Linked DNA regions of Callithrix jacchus: all the other regions are linked to region 1. A link is a contact called in public Hi-C data. All regions are on one chromosome and are shown on one strand. Each heading gives the region's core, a stretch centred on a gene start, on an enhancer-like site or on the middle of the called end of the contact. The rest is flanking DNA. Distances are from core to core; before and after follow the strand shown. Region 1 has its middle 25 kb from the start of NFIA. Region 2 overlaps NFIA (nuclear factor I A). Region 3 overlaps NFIA (nuclear factor I A).

Region 1 (4,135 bases), core at 239-2,738:
TGCAATTCAAGCTTGCCTTTGAGCCCTTGACATGCTGTTAACCCCGGAATAGGGAGTATTCTAAAGGTTACATTTTAATCTTAAGGGATAAACATGTGGCTTTCATTCTGTTTACCGAGGATGCCCAGTACAAAGTGGGCAAGGTGGTAGGACATGCGTCTCTGGGCTTTCTAGTGTCGGAAGGATAGTTCCGACGCGCCAGTCCCTGTCGGCTTAAATGCCGGCGTTAGGTACCCGGGATGTCCTGCGGTTGAGCCCTCTTGCTGTTACTCATCAGGTCCCGGCTCCAGCGCTGCAAACACTGCGCACACCTGCCGATTTTCAAGCAGCAAATTCAGTTCAGGCCACCCGCAGCCGGAGGGCTCCCTTTTCCGCTGGGACTACCACATGAAGCAAGTGCTAGAACTTCACAAAAGGGAACAAAACTATTTTGCTTCAATCTGTTTTTTCTTAGGACGCACTTAGAGACCAGGCCGGCCAATATTCTGGTTAGAGTTAGCGCTACCAGAAATGTGCAGTGCTTTAGGACTCCAGCTTGGGACTTGCTGAAGACCAGAATGTTACAGTTAATCTCGCCTTTATCTTTTTGTTTCCAGCGCCCTGTTTTCCCTTCAGTCTCTTTCCTTCTGTGTTCCCTACCTCCTGAAATATAAAAGATGAATAAAAACACCACCCTATTTTATTTTTTAAAATAAAAGTTGACACTAAATTTGAGAGCTAGTGTTGCAGCTAAGCTCTTAGGAAGTTTGCCCGTCTGTTCCCCAAACCTTTGCTGCCTGTAATGTCAACCACAATTGCTTCTTAAAATTCACTAAAAGAAGTCTTTCAATAACTTAGATAAAGTGTAGTAAGTGCTAATTTTGTGTGTGTGTGTGTGGGGGGGGGGTGTGTCTCGCGGTGGGGGAGGGACTCCCAACTCTGATGGATTTTACTTTCTCAGATCAAGGAACAGGACTCCAAGCAAACTGATAGACTTTACGTAGTTTATTCTTGAACTACTCTATTTTCAGTAGCGATTTTTCTTTCTTAGCTAAATTACTCAGCTTTGCTCAATTCCAGTTTTACCTTTCCCCACATGTCCTCACTGACTCACTCAGCAATTGTCACCGAGTGAGACCCTAGGTAGTGGGGAGGAGGCCCCCACACATCTGCTCCCCGGCTAAAGCGCTCAATGGCAGGAGAGCTGAGAAAATATCTTCAGAAACTACAAATGGAGCAAATCATTTACCTAATTCACTCAAGAGCCTCCACGGGAAGGACTCTGGAGATGAGTGTCCTAATGCGGCGCTAATGAAAAGCCCCTTAGCTGGCTCTCCGGCCGCGCGCGGGACCGCGTCCGCTCGACGTCTACGGCGGAGCTGCCCTGGCTGACGGCGACCGGGCTGTCCCTCCCCACCTGCCCGAGGTGGCACGGCGGGCGCGGCGACTCCAGACGCCGCCGGGGCCGCTCCGATTCGCGTTTTGCGACCCCGAACGCCCCTTCCTCGCCCCCCCGGCGAGGGTCCTCCTCCCGGTCTTCCTCCTCCTCACCCTCCCCGGGGCTCTGTGGGGTGCTAGGAGGTGACAGGGGACGCTTCCGCGGTCCCGACGCCCGGTTCTCAGCGGCCTCCCGCCCGGCTGGGTTGGGGTTAAAATCCGGGAGTTCAGCTCTGCGGTGAAATCTCGGGTTCCCAGGGAGGGGCCGGAGGGAAGGAAGACCCCGCGGGGAGCGCGCCGGCCAGAGCCGCCCCCGCCCCGCGCGGCCGCCGTCCCGTGGGGAGGATGAAAGCGCAAGGCCCGGGCGGGGCCGCCGCGGCTCCGAGGGACGGCGAATGCGGGGCGGGGGTTGGGGGCCTCGGCGCTATCGGTGACTGCCCCCCCCTCCAGGCCGCGGCTCCTGGCCCTGCAGGTGCACCCGTAGCCCCCTTTTTAGGCCCCTCCGTGGAAACCGCCTTCCGGCCCAAGTTCTGTCCTTTGAGGCTTTGAACGAGGCCTTTCAGAAGTTTTTAAAGCTGCCCCGCCCCGCCAGCCCTCACGGGGGTCACAGCCCCCCATCCCTCCACCCCCGCTACAGCGGCCGGCTAAGCGGGTCCCATGGGGAGCGGAGTCGGCGCCCGCGGGCCGGGCCGAGGGTCGGGCACCGAAGCGCCGCCCCAGAGCGCCAGGCTCGGCCCCAGCGCTTGGAGATCGCGCCGCGGAGCCAGACCTTGGAGGAAGCGTGGGCCCCGCCAGCCCCGGGAGAGCCGAGGGCAGGGGGCTGGGAGAGGAAGAGCGCCGGGGGAGGGGGGCACGTCCACATCCCCGAGGTTCCTGCTGAGTTCAAGCCAGGGGACAACTTAAATTGGCCTTTAGGGGAGGCAGCTGGTGACCCGTGTCCTCGCCTTCCAAGGTCCCCTGAGTGAAGCAGGGCGCCACCTACAGGCGAGTTCTAAATAGCAGGAGGGAGAAGGAGACGCGCCTGCAGGGGTAACGTGGCCCCTTCCCAGCAAGCCCAGCAAGGCCTGTTGTGTCCACAGCCATCTCTCAGCTGCTGAGTCTGTCGAGTTATAAGTCTGTTGGCAACAGCAAGAGCCCTGAGGGCACTGAGCATATGCTTTTGGGGAGTGGAGAACTGGGTGTTAATTTCAGAAATTGGGGGATTCCAGTACCACAGAAGTAGCAGCTCTGATTGGACAAGCAGGGTTTGCACCCTGACAATTTTGGCTGCGCTTTGACTCCTGTATCTCGACTCCAGGCTATTTTCATGGGATGCATTATGTTTCCTTGAGAATAGCCGTGTGGCTTCGGACAAGTTACTTAATCTCTCCGAGTCTCTCAAAAGAGGGAAGAGTGGTACCTCTCTGACAGAGTCATTGTGGGAATTTAATGAGGTGATGTAGGTGAGAAGCTGTAGGTGCCAAGGAATTTTCACCTATTTCTTTTTTAAAAATTAATTAATTTCTTATTATTTATTTTGAGCCAGAGTCTCACTCTGTCACCCAGGCTGGAGTGCAATATAGGGCGATCTCGGCTCACTGTAACCTCTACCTCCCGGACCCAAGCGATTCTCCTGCCTCAGCCTCCTGAGTAACTGAAACTATAGGCACACGCCACCACGCATAGCTAATTTTTTATATTTTTTAGTAGACATGGGGTTTCACCATGTTGGCCAGGCCGGTCTCGAACTTCTAACCTCAGGTGATATGTCCACCTCAACCCTCCAAAGTGCTGGGATTACTGGGATTATACGAGCCACCACACCCATTCAACTTTCACCTATTTCTAGTGTGAAAACCCATCTTTTATCCTAAGAAATCTAACTTGTAAGACAGTTCAGCTTCTTTCTGTTCCTTGAAGATTAGGGCCTTAGAAGAAGGTGGAGAGAGCTAAGAGGTTTCAGTGTTTGAGTAGGAAACAGGATGAGTTACTAGGAGTTTTGATAACTAGCTTATCACTTCATAGGCAACGGCCGTGAGCCAGGCACTATAGATCATGCCTGTAATCCCAGCACTTTGGGAGGCTGAAGCAGGTGGGTCACCTGAAGTCAGGAGTTTGAGACCAGCCTGGCCAACATGGCAAAACCCTGTCTCTGCTAAAAATACAAAAATTAGCTGGGCATGGTAGCAGGCGGGTGTAATCCTAGCTTCTTGGGAGGCTGAGGCAGGAGAATGCTTGAACCTGGGAGGCTGAGGCAGGAGAATGCTTGAACCTGGGAGGCGGAGGTTGCACTGAGCCGAGGTCACGCCACTGCCCTCCAGCTTGGGAAACGAAGCAAGACTGTGTTTAAAAAAAAAAAAAACAAGACAATAGCTGTGTGGTGGCTCGTGCCTGTAATACCAGCATTTGGGAGGCTGAGGCTTACAGATCACTGAGCCCAGGAGTTCAAGACCATCCTGAGCAACATGGAGAAACCTACCTCTACAAAAAAAAACAAAAAACAAAAAAAAGCCAGGCTTGGTGGCCTGTGCCTGTAATCCCAGCTTTTTTTTTTTTTTAGACGGAGTTTTGCTCTTGTTACCCAGGCTGGAGTGCAATGGCATAATCTCGGCTCACTGCAACCTCCGCCTCCTGGGTTCAGGCAATTCTCCTGCCTCAGCCTCCTGAGTAGCTGGGATTACAGGCATGCACCACCATGCCCAACTAATTTTTTGTATGTTTAGTAGAGACGGGGTTTCAC
Region 2 (4,421 bases), core at 1,896-4,395, 290 kb before region 1:
CCCAAAAACTGACTAATCCCGCTGTCAACCAAAACAATAGTTTCAATATTTTCACCAATAACTTTTACTGTTTTTCTCCTCTAACTAGTGAAAAATCCTGGGTGTTAACATGTACTCATATTAACCACATACTGGATTAGTTCAGTTCCACTGTTTGACCTAATGTGTGGTTTTGCTGAATGTGGACTCCACCAGCCTCATTCTAGACATGTTAAGAGGGTCTCTACCAATAGCCCTTCTAATAGGCAAGAGTTAGCTTTGATAATGCACTCCAGCCAAATCTCAATCATATTTGTGGCCCTACTGCAGGGTAATACAGGATTTCTGCCAACTTTTTGGAAGCCACAAAAATCCCTTTTAGTTTTTCAGTGTTACTACTGAGTATGAATAGCCACCCTTAAAAATTGAGGCTTATGATTGCATAAATAAAGGTTTGTTAAAAAGCACATGATTAACTGGGCACTCTGGCTCATGTCTGTAATCCAACCACTTTGGGAGGCCAAGGCAGGCAGATCTCTTGAGTCCAGGAGTTCAAGATAAGCCTGGGCAACATGGCAAAACCCTGTCTCTGAAAAAACCCAAAAATTAGTTGGGTGTGGCAGTGCATGAAGGCTGAGGTGGGAGGATCCCTGGAGTCTGGGAGGTGGAGGCTGCAGTGAGCCACGATCACATTGCTGTACTCCAGCCTGGACAACAGAGTGAGACTGTCTCAGAAAACCCTAACAAACCACACTGTCAGTAATGACCTGTATTACGCTTCTGCCATTCACAGGGAATTTTGCTCATAATAAGAGTGAAAGCAAAATTTTTAAATACTGTAAAACTAAGTACTACTTTTAAGAAAGCTGGTACAGATAACCCAGGTGTGGTTTGCCACTTAAAAAGTTGTTAATGTGTCAGTGTTAGATTGAGAATTTGAAAACATTGTGTTATCCATGAGATACTCTAGGAGAAAATTTCTAGAACAATGCAGAAACATAGGCTCTGGCTAAAAATGTGCGGAATAAGAATTTTCTGGTTTCTTAAAATGGAAGAATGAGGTCTAATGTTGGCATGCTCTTACTCTATTGGAATTACTAACTCTGGAAGGGTCACTAGAATGGTTCTTCTAATAAACTGGTTGTTAGAACATGAACTCTATAATTGGCCCTTCTTAATTTACACACACACACACACACACACACACACATTTTCAATAAATTTACTGATAGCTGTCAGCTCCAAGACTGGCTCTGAGCACACAGTGAAGAAAGATCAGGGACTGAGGCTCTGTTCAATAATCGTGGTATTTATCATTGTTGAGCATCTACTTATGAGGCAGGCACTAGACTATCTGTGATTTAATCCTCATTACACTCCTGAGAGGTATTTCTACTTCCAGTACCTGGACTTAGGCTCAGCACACAGTTAGGAATTAATAAACATTTGCTGAATGAATAAATGTTTGTAACCTAGGAAGAAAACCCAGCCAAGAGGGATTAAATATTGCCCAAAGCTATAGAGTTGATAAGTGGCAAAGCCTGATCCCCAACTCTATATCCTATACTGTTTTATAGTACCATGCTGCCAACTTGAATATAGATTTTATATTGGATACATAGGAAGCATAACTAATGAATGACCCAGAAATAAATGAACATACGAACAGAGACCATGGCGACACATTAGAATGGACATCAGGTATATGTTGTGCTTCTCCCCAGTTTAAATCTTATTAATGATAGTATTCATAGTCTGGTAAATTTAGCCGAAGCTTCAGCTGAGAACAGAGATTGAAAGGCCTCCAAATTCTGCCATGAGAACTTTCACAGCCAGCTCTAACCAGAAAGATTGTAAGAGTGAATGTAAGGGAAAGGGCTAGACCTTCATGCAGAGCATTGACTGAAGGATACACTGATATCCTCAGCTTATTCCTGCTATAGTTCTAATTTCAACAGCTCAGTGGTCCATGACACAACTGCCAGTGCACACATCAAACACAAGGTATATGCCTCTTTTAATCTGTAGGGCTGAGTCAGATGAGGACAGGGTTGGCCTAAGGATAGGGACACTCTCACCTCACATGGCTCATTCTTCACTAGGTGAGGAGGATAGGATAGGAAAAATCAAGCTTGGCCACCCATACTGTGAGCTGGGATTCAGAAGAAAGGGTAGTTTGATGAAAATTTCTATCACTGCCAGTCCATTGCACGTGCTGCCAGCCTTGCTACCCAAATAGTCACCCCAAATATGTCAGGAAAATTAAAAGGAAAAAATCATGCAATAAAACATCCTCCTGAACTAATTCAATTTCAATATTTATTTTGAAAATTTATTGAATTATAGTAGAGGAAGCTGGCTAAATTAAGCCAGCCAGACTGTTATTTTTCTTCCTAAGAGTATGGCAATATTTATTATTTTACCTCTCTACGAGGGGTTGATTAAAACTAGAAAATGTAACATTTGCAATGTTCTAATATATTCAGAACAAGGTGGTTCAGATAGGTAAAACAAAAATATACAGGGACAAATCAGAATTTTCTCTTCCATACCTTAGATTTTCTTTAAAAACTGCATTTGGAGATAGACATGATTTTTTTTAAAGGGCCACCCACTCTTTTGTCTGCTCCATACTCTACCCTCACTCTAGAAGAGGTGCCATTGACTTCTACAGATATAAAATGTGTGATGTTCATTTTAAAATTACTAGTAGAGCCTGCTATTGACCATCTAATTATGCCGAGTTCCATTTATAAACATAGCTAACCACTAAGTTTATGGAGACTTTTTGTGCTGCTTTAATAGGATATTGATCGAGCGCATAGTTTGAGTAGACTGCCATTGAATTGTGTAATGGCAAACAAAAGGCAAGGTCACAGCAACTGTTCATGCGAGAGCTGCATCTATTTTTTATTATATCTTTTTGTTTCTTCCTTTAATGCTCAAGCCCAAATGGTTTCTCTTGAAAGAAGATCTTGCTTAAGAATATAAGCTATTTTTAAAATTAATTTCCATGCAATGATCACAGCTATCGTGTTACTTAACACAGGAAAACCAACCGTTTTAAATCTATCCGACTTTAATAAAGATCTAAAGTACTGCAAATGTTTCAATGGCACCCAGAGGACTCGCTGTCTGGAATTTCTTATCCTACACCCATTTCCTCATTAGTCCTTCTGTGCGAGGACATTTTGTCTTTTCAAGTTTGGGCTTGTTCCTACCAAAGAGTTTCATTTTCTTATTGTGCCTTGTAGCCGAGGTTTTCATTCTGTCTCAGAAGTTCTACCATGTCAAGTTAGAATATTGCCAATAGTTCTTACTAAATTGCTGGCCTGAAAATCTAAGTGTCTGAATACGGGTACTTGAAGGCGCAACAAGGACCTAGAGACTTCAAAAAGAACTTTGGAAACGAACTGCAATTTGGATGTTAATGACAATTCCTGTGTGAAAATATAGAACGAGTGCACATGTCTAAGGCAGAAAACAGCCACTAGGGTGCCACCTCATGCCAGGCTGAGGCATATGCCTGGTTCCATTCACTCCCACTCTCCATTGACAAACAACTCGGGAATCCTGTAGCCGACCCAGCAGCTGAGCTTTGTGGCAGAGCCAGGACAATTCAGCTGCTGGATTTTAATAGATTCTGCAGCAGTGCAACAGGAACCAAAAATCAGTCTGGGTAACTGAGAGTGGTTTTCACACCCAAAGACTCTAAGGCTGGCCACAGTGTACTGAGAATCCTGGCTTTTCAAAATTCCAGGGCCATGAAGTCATCCTTAGCCACGAAGTTTACTTAACCCTTGCAGCCAGCTTGGGTGTACAAACCGCCGCTAGAAAATTAGAGCCCACCAGGCCAGAGTCACAATGGCTTGTGTGTATTTGCGGTTTTCCTCTTTCCCAGTGAAGTAGTTAAGGTTTCGGAGTCACTCCACCAACTTCAACTAAAATAGAGTCAGCAATTTGGAAGGAAATGGGCAGAAGTAGTGGATTTTTCAGGAGAACTTTCTGGGTTCATACCAGGAGTAAGATTTGACAGTCTTAGAGCTCATACTTTGAGGAAAACACTGGCGCAAAATAAACAAAAGAGTGGGTGCTGACAGAGACAGCTATCTAAGCAGCATCATTTAGCAGCTAGTAGAGTGGGCTCTCTTGGTAGCAACTTCAAGGGAAAGAGACCAATCTAAAAATGCCTCGAGAAGGCTTTGTTTGAAAATGCAGCATCATGTAAGAGCCATTTCAACAGATGGTTCTTGTCTCTTTCCTCATAGTATTATGCTAAAACAACTTTAGTGATTCTGAACCACATTGTTAACGCTTGTAAAACCCCCTTCCCCAAAGCAGAGAATACTTTCTCTCTCTCTGGCACAGCGTCTAGTGGTCTGTATTTCTCCTCTCCCTTGGAACAAGACAATAAATAATTGAGCTACTTTCAGATGGTCCTA
Region 3 (4,333 bases), core at 21-2,520, 410 kb before region 1:
GACTCTCCCTGCCTCTGAGTCGTGAGTGGCATTATTACAATACAATATAGGATGATGTTATCTCGATACATTTACATTAAGGAAGTAAATGCAGAGCTTTGATCTATTTTCTCCTCGGAAACTTTCAGCTATAGTTGGTGTGGAGGTCCATAAATCCACACTCCCACCAAGGCTCCAGTTACGGAAAATTAGTCGGTAACATTCACAATGCCTACGTTTGGGATGTGCTGAGCGGGAGTGGGGAGGGAAGGGGGGTGATTGTCCTCTTTCAGTGTTCAAGGTGAAACATCAAAAGAAATCTGCAGTCCAGGACAAGAGCTCAGCTTTCCTTTTCTCCAGTCAAATGAAGAAGTAATCTCATCAGGTTGGAAAAGTGCTGACTAAGGATTTAATAAAGTGCCTGCAGATGTGGCGTCTCTAAGGTATTCAACTCATGTAATGCAAAACAGCTCCACACTGAATGTGCTTATAAAATTTCATTTAACCATTGCAGTGCGACTTTTTTCCCCTCACAGTTCTCTAAGGAGTTTTATCACACTTGCCACCCGTTAATTTACGGCTCCATGAAAGTTCGAATCCCATTCCGCTGGGATTCTGGAATACTCACAGTAGTCAGGTTTTATGAACCATAAACAATATCTATCTGACTGCATCCTAAACAGGAAGCCCGAAATAGCAGAAGGTGCCTCTGAAGGTACCAATCTCTTCCGTTTCTGATGCCTCATGGAGAGCCATCAGAACACAGGGGCCATCTTCCAAAATATGGACATGGGGCTGCTGAAGATACAGCTGAGGAAGGCCCCAGCTGCAACCCCCGAGTTAACAACAGATGCTCTGAAGTGTGCAGCCACTTTTAAAAAGGCTTTTTACATCCTCTTTTTACTAAGAGGGCAGGAAGCACATTCTAGAGGGAAAAGAAAAAATCTCTGAGAGATATTTTTTATATTGCATATTTTACTTTAACCCCCAAAAGGAACAGCGAGTGCTGGGGTGGCAGGGGCAGAGAGGGCAGAGTGGACTGTGATGCAGCACAATCTGTTTTTCAGATTAAAAACTTAAACAAAAGGCCTCAAGGGCAAAGTGTAATACTGCGGAAGGGGGCTGTTAATGTGGAATGCAGAACTGGGTGTGACACTTGGCTTTCTTCTGCAGGCAAGGTGGGTCATTTGAGGACATTCACACACATCAAATGGAAACGTGCAAACACAGGGCCGCCTCCCCGCACCCTGCAGGCCCAGCTCGTCATCAGTCCCCAAAGAGGACTCGGCCAACCATTGGGCCAAGGTCAAGCAAGACTACAGCAGTTGGCTGTTTTGCACTGTCTCCTGAGGAGGGGCTCACTTTGCTGGGTCACACTACTCCCGTTGGTCATTTTTGGCTTCCCGAACTTGCAAGGATGGACTAAAGCCCACCCTTTAGCCCAAATGAGTTGTCCTTGGCAAATCAGCCCAAAGCCCGGTAGCCCCGTCTCCCCATCTCAATGTGAGGGAAGTGGATGGGGCCTCGGAATGGACTTCTGGTTTCTCACATTTGCAGACACCATTTGGGAGCATTTATTCACTCATTCAGTAAGCACTAAGGGCCTTCTATGTGCTAGGAGCTATGGATGCAGGCTCTGGGGATATAATGAGTAAAATAAATACAGTCCTTGCCCTTAGGAACATTCTTGTCTATTAGGAAGAAGGGGATAGATTTTAGACCCTTCATGATACCAGATAGGCTGCTTTTCTCCCAATAGGATTTTTATAAATTTCTGGCAACGAACGATGCCGAGTATCCAGTATCCAAAGGACTGAGGATTGATTGAGTTTCACTTTTTCCACTGACCAGCTGTGTGACTTCAAGCAAGCCAGTCGCTGTCCTGGGGATATCTCATACTGGAGGACCATCTCATACTGAAGAGAGGCAACAGTGATTTACACTGGTTTCTTCTGAAACGGTGTCCTGCCATACACAGGTGTTAGTCACTGGTAATGCCAGCCTTTGAGCTCTGCAATCATTTTTCTTGTCTGATTTTATTTTCTTAATTAAAGAAAGCCTGCTTTTAATAACTCCAAACCAAGACTTGTTTATTGTACAGAAAACTATTAAAACAGTAATGGGCTGTGATTGGCTCTGGGCACCTTCGTGGCCTTATCTTTTCACCACTTGTCCTCAACACTTATGTGCCTTAAACTTCTTCCAGATCCCCCAAAGCCAAATGCTTTCTCCCTGCCAGGCCTGGGCACAGGCTCTCCTTGGCTTTGCTCATGCTTGCTAGTCCTTACATTCTAAGATTAGATGTCCCTCTTTCAGAAGGGTCTTTCTTGGGGCCTTTACCCTCAGGATTCTTCTCTATCACAGTTGCTAAACTTTAATGACCTGTTTTCATCCCAGGCAAGCCGAGTATCCAAGGGATGCCGGGGTAGGCATATAATAAACACTGTTAAATAAATGAAGGAAGGAAGGAAGGAAGAACAAGCTGTATTGAGGTTCCTAAAGCCTGGTGTCACTCGCCCCAAGGGGGGTAAAGCAAGGTATCTGGATGGATGACTTTGAGCATGCTTGAGCCACGTTACCATGTCTCCCCAAATGACAGACACTCTCCCTCGAGGGACACAAGTCTCCACAAACCACTCCAGGCAGTTCCAATGGGAGAGTTGCTGCAGCAGGGCCAACTGCGTCAGTAGCATGTGCAATAGTTTTGTAACATGGACTGCTGCCTACTTACTACAAGCTCAGAGGGGTTGTCCAAACCACCGATCCCTGGAGAATGACTCTGCTGCTCCTAGCCAAGACCTCCGTTTTGGTTCAAACCTCAAGACGGGAAAACACTAATCTTTTTACCCAATAAGCCATCCAGTACCTCCAAACCTTGAGAGTGCATACACAATCCAATTATTCTGACTGTTCATCCAAAGTCGAAATCTTTCACAAGATTTCAGCTTGCCCTAGTGTCTCTCTTGCCACCAAGTACATATTTCTTGTGGTCTCTCTTTCCATTTTTCATCAAGTAACCTTTTGCCTCATGAAATCAAAGACTACTGGATTAAAAACTGCACTGTAACCCACCTGCATTTGCTCCGAAATCTTACTAGAGAGCTGCATGCATCGCCGTAAGAGCCAGGATTCTGGGATCTGAATGACAAAAATCCTGGCACCCTTACAGATGAGTTAGATCATCTTAGGCAAGTTAGCCACACTAGGTCTCAGTTTTAGACTCCATGGAATGGAGATAACAACTTTATCAGTTTTTGTGGGGATTAAATGCCTGGCTAGGGGCTACTACAGAAAACCAGAAGGCCAGGGTAGCTGGGTTCTCTCACTGTGAAAAGTTTCTGGGTCCTTAAGGTCCATGTGAGACCAAAAGTCCCCGGGGAAAGCAAATTACTCTACAAGGCGGCTTTCTCTTATTTAATGATACAATTTCTTAGTTAAAAGTAGCAGCTATGTCAATTCCATTTCTCCAGTTGCAAGAGAAAGTTGTTAAGAAAATAAAAACCTGTCTTTAATTGTGATATTAAAATCAGAGTGGGGAAACCAACAGCACAAAAGGAATTGGCTCAAGTTTATGAAAGGCATTTGGGCCCTTCCCTTGCAAGGCTAAACTGCACGCCTTGGAGGTTGGGGGTGAGGGGGAAAGGGGAGGAAGGGAGGGAGTAGTCAGGCAACCAAGTGGGACAGAAACAATCCTATTTTGGTTTTTGTTAGCGAATGGCATACTACATAGATCAGAGACTTCTTATAAAATACAAACCCCCACTGTACACAAAGCACAGGAAAATGTGAGGAAAAAAGGGAAAAACTAAAAGCAGCTTAGGGTGTGTTAACGCTGCTATTCTGTCAGCTTAAAGAGTATTTTATGCTTGATCAACAGCTCTTTTTTATTGTGCTTTTCTTTCATTCATTCAAGACATCAAAGCCGGGCACCACCAGCGTACCTGCCCTTCTGGAGCCGCTTATGACGGGGTTCTAATGAAGCACGACTCTGGGAGCCGGAGACCCCCGTGGACACGGCAGTTCAAAGGGAATATTTCAACAATGATTACATTTTGTAAATCTTTTTATGAAAGAGACAGCTTATTTCCTGCTTTTTCATGAAAAATAGATTCTATCCATTAAATTGAGCCCGCGCCACGGAAGCTGCTTGAGATCTGAGGTGCAGCGTGGAGATTAAGGGGACAATGACCCAATGAAATTGTCCCAAGTTCCTATCTATTTGGTCATGATGGCACTGCCGGATTGTCTGGGTGGAACCCAGACAGTGCAGTGGATGGCTCTGCTGCGGAAAATGCAGTGACGAGGGGGCTTCGCTGCTTTACTTCTCAACTCTGGCCTCTGTTTCTTTGTATTT

What was found. A called contact is a pair of places that touch in the nucleus more often than the background predicts.
Region 2: a Hi-C map of skeletal muscle shows a contact between it and region 1, with 8 times the contacts expected there. The contact joins two enhancer-like sites. A contact is called at or near these places in 2 of 3 Hi-C or Micro-C datasets (both in skeletal muscle).
Region 3: a contact with region 1 is called in a Hi-C map of skeletal muscle, with 11 times the contacts expected there. The contact joins two enhancer-like sites. A contact is called at or near these places in 2 of 3 Hi-C or Micro-C datasets (both in skeletal muscle).

What each region holds. Positions count from the first base shown.
Region 1 is chr7:98,110,459-98,114,593 of calJac240_pri, reverse strand. No RefSeq gene overlaps it. Among named protein-coding and RNA genes, the nearest start is that of NFIA, 25 kb to the left of the region's middle. Within about 2 kb of position 1,488, at least 13 of the 16 cell types and tissues checked have an H3K27ac peak or open chromatin away from gene starts, as enhancers often do. A contact at or near this core is called in skeletal muscle, where this site is marked.
Region 2 is chr7:98,398,780-98,403,200 of calJac240_pri, reverse strand. The region is part of intron 4 of NFIA (nuclear factor I A); the gene reads right to left. Among named protein-coding and RNA genes, the nearest start is that of NFIA, 260 kb to the right of the region's middle. Within about 2 kb of position 3,145, at least 9 of the 16 cell types and tissues checked have an H3K27ac peak or open chromatin away from gene starts, as enhancers often do. A contact at or near this core is called in skeletal muscle, where this site is marked.
Region 3 is chr7:98,516,633-98,520,965 of calJac240_pri, reverse strand. All of the region lies in intron 10 of NFIA (nuclear factor I A), which reads right to left. Among named protein-coding and RNA genes, the nearest start is that of TM2D1, 290 kb to the left of the region's middle. Within about 2 kb of position 1,270, at least 3 of the 16 cell types and tissues checked have an H3K27ac peak or open chromatin away from gene starts, as enhancers often do. A contact at or near this core is called in skeletal muscle, where this site is marked.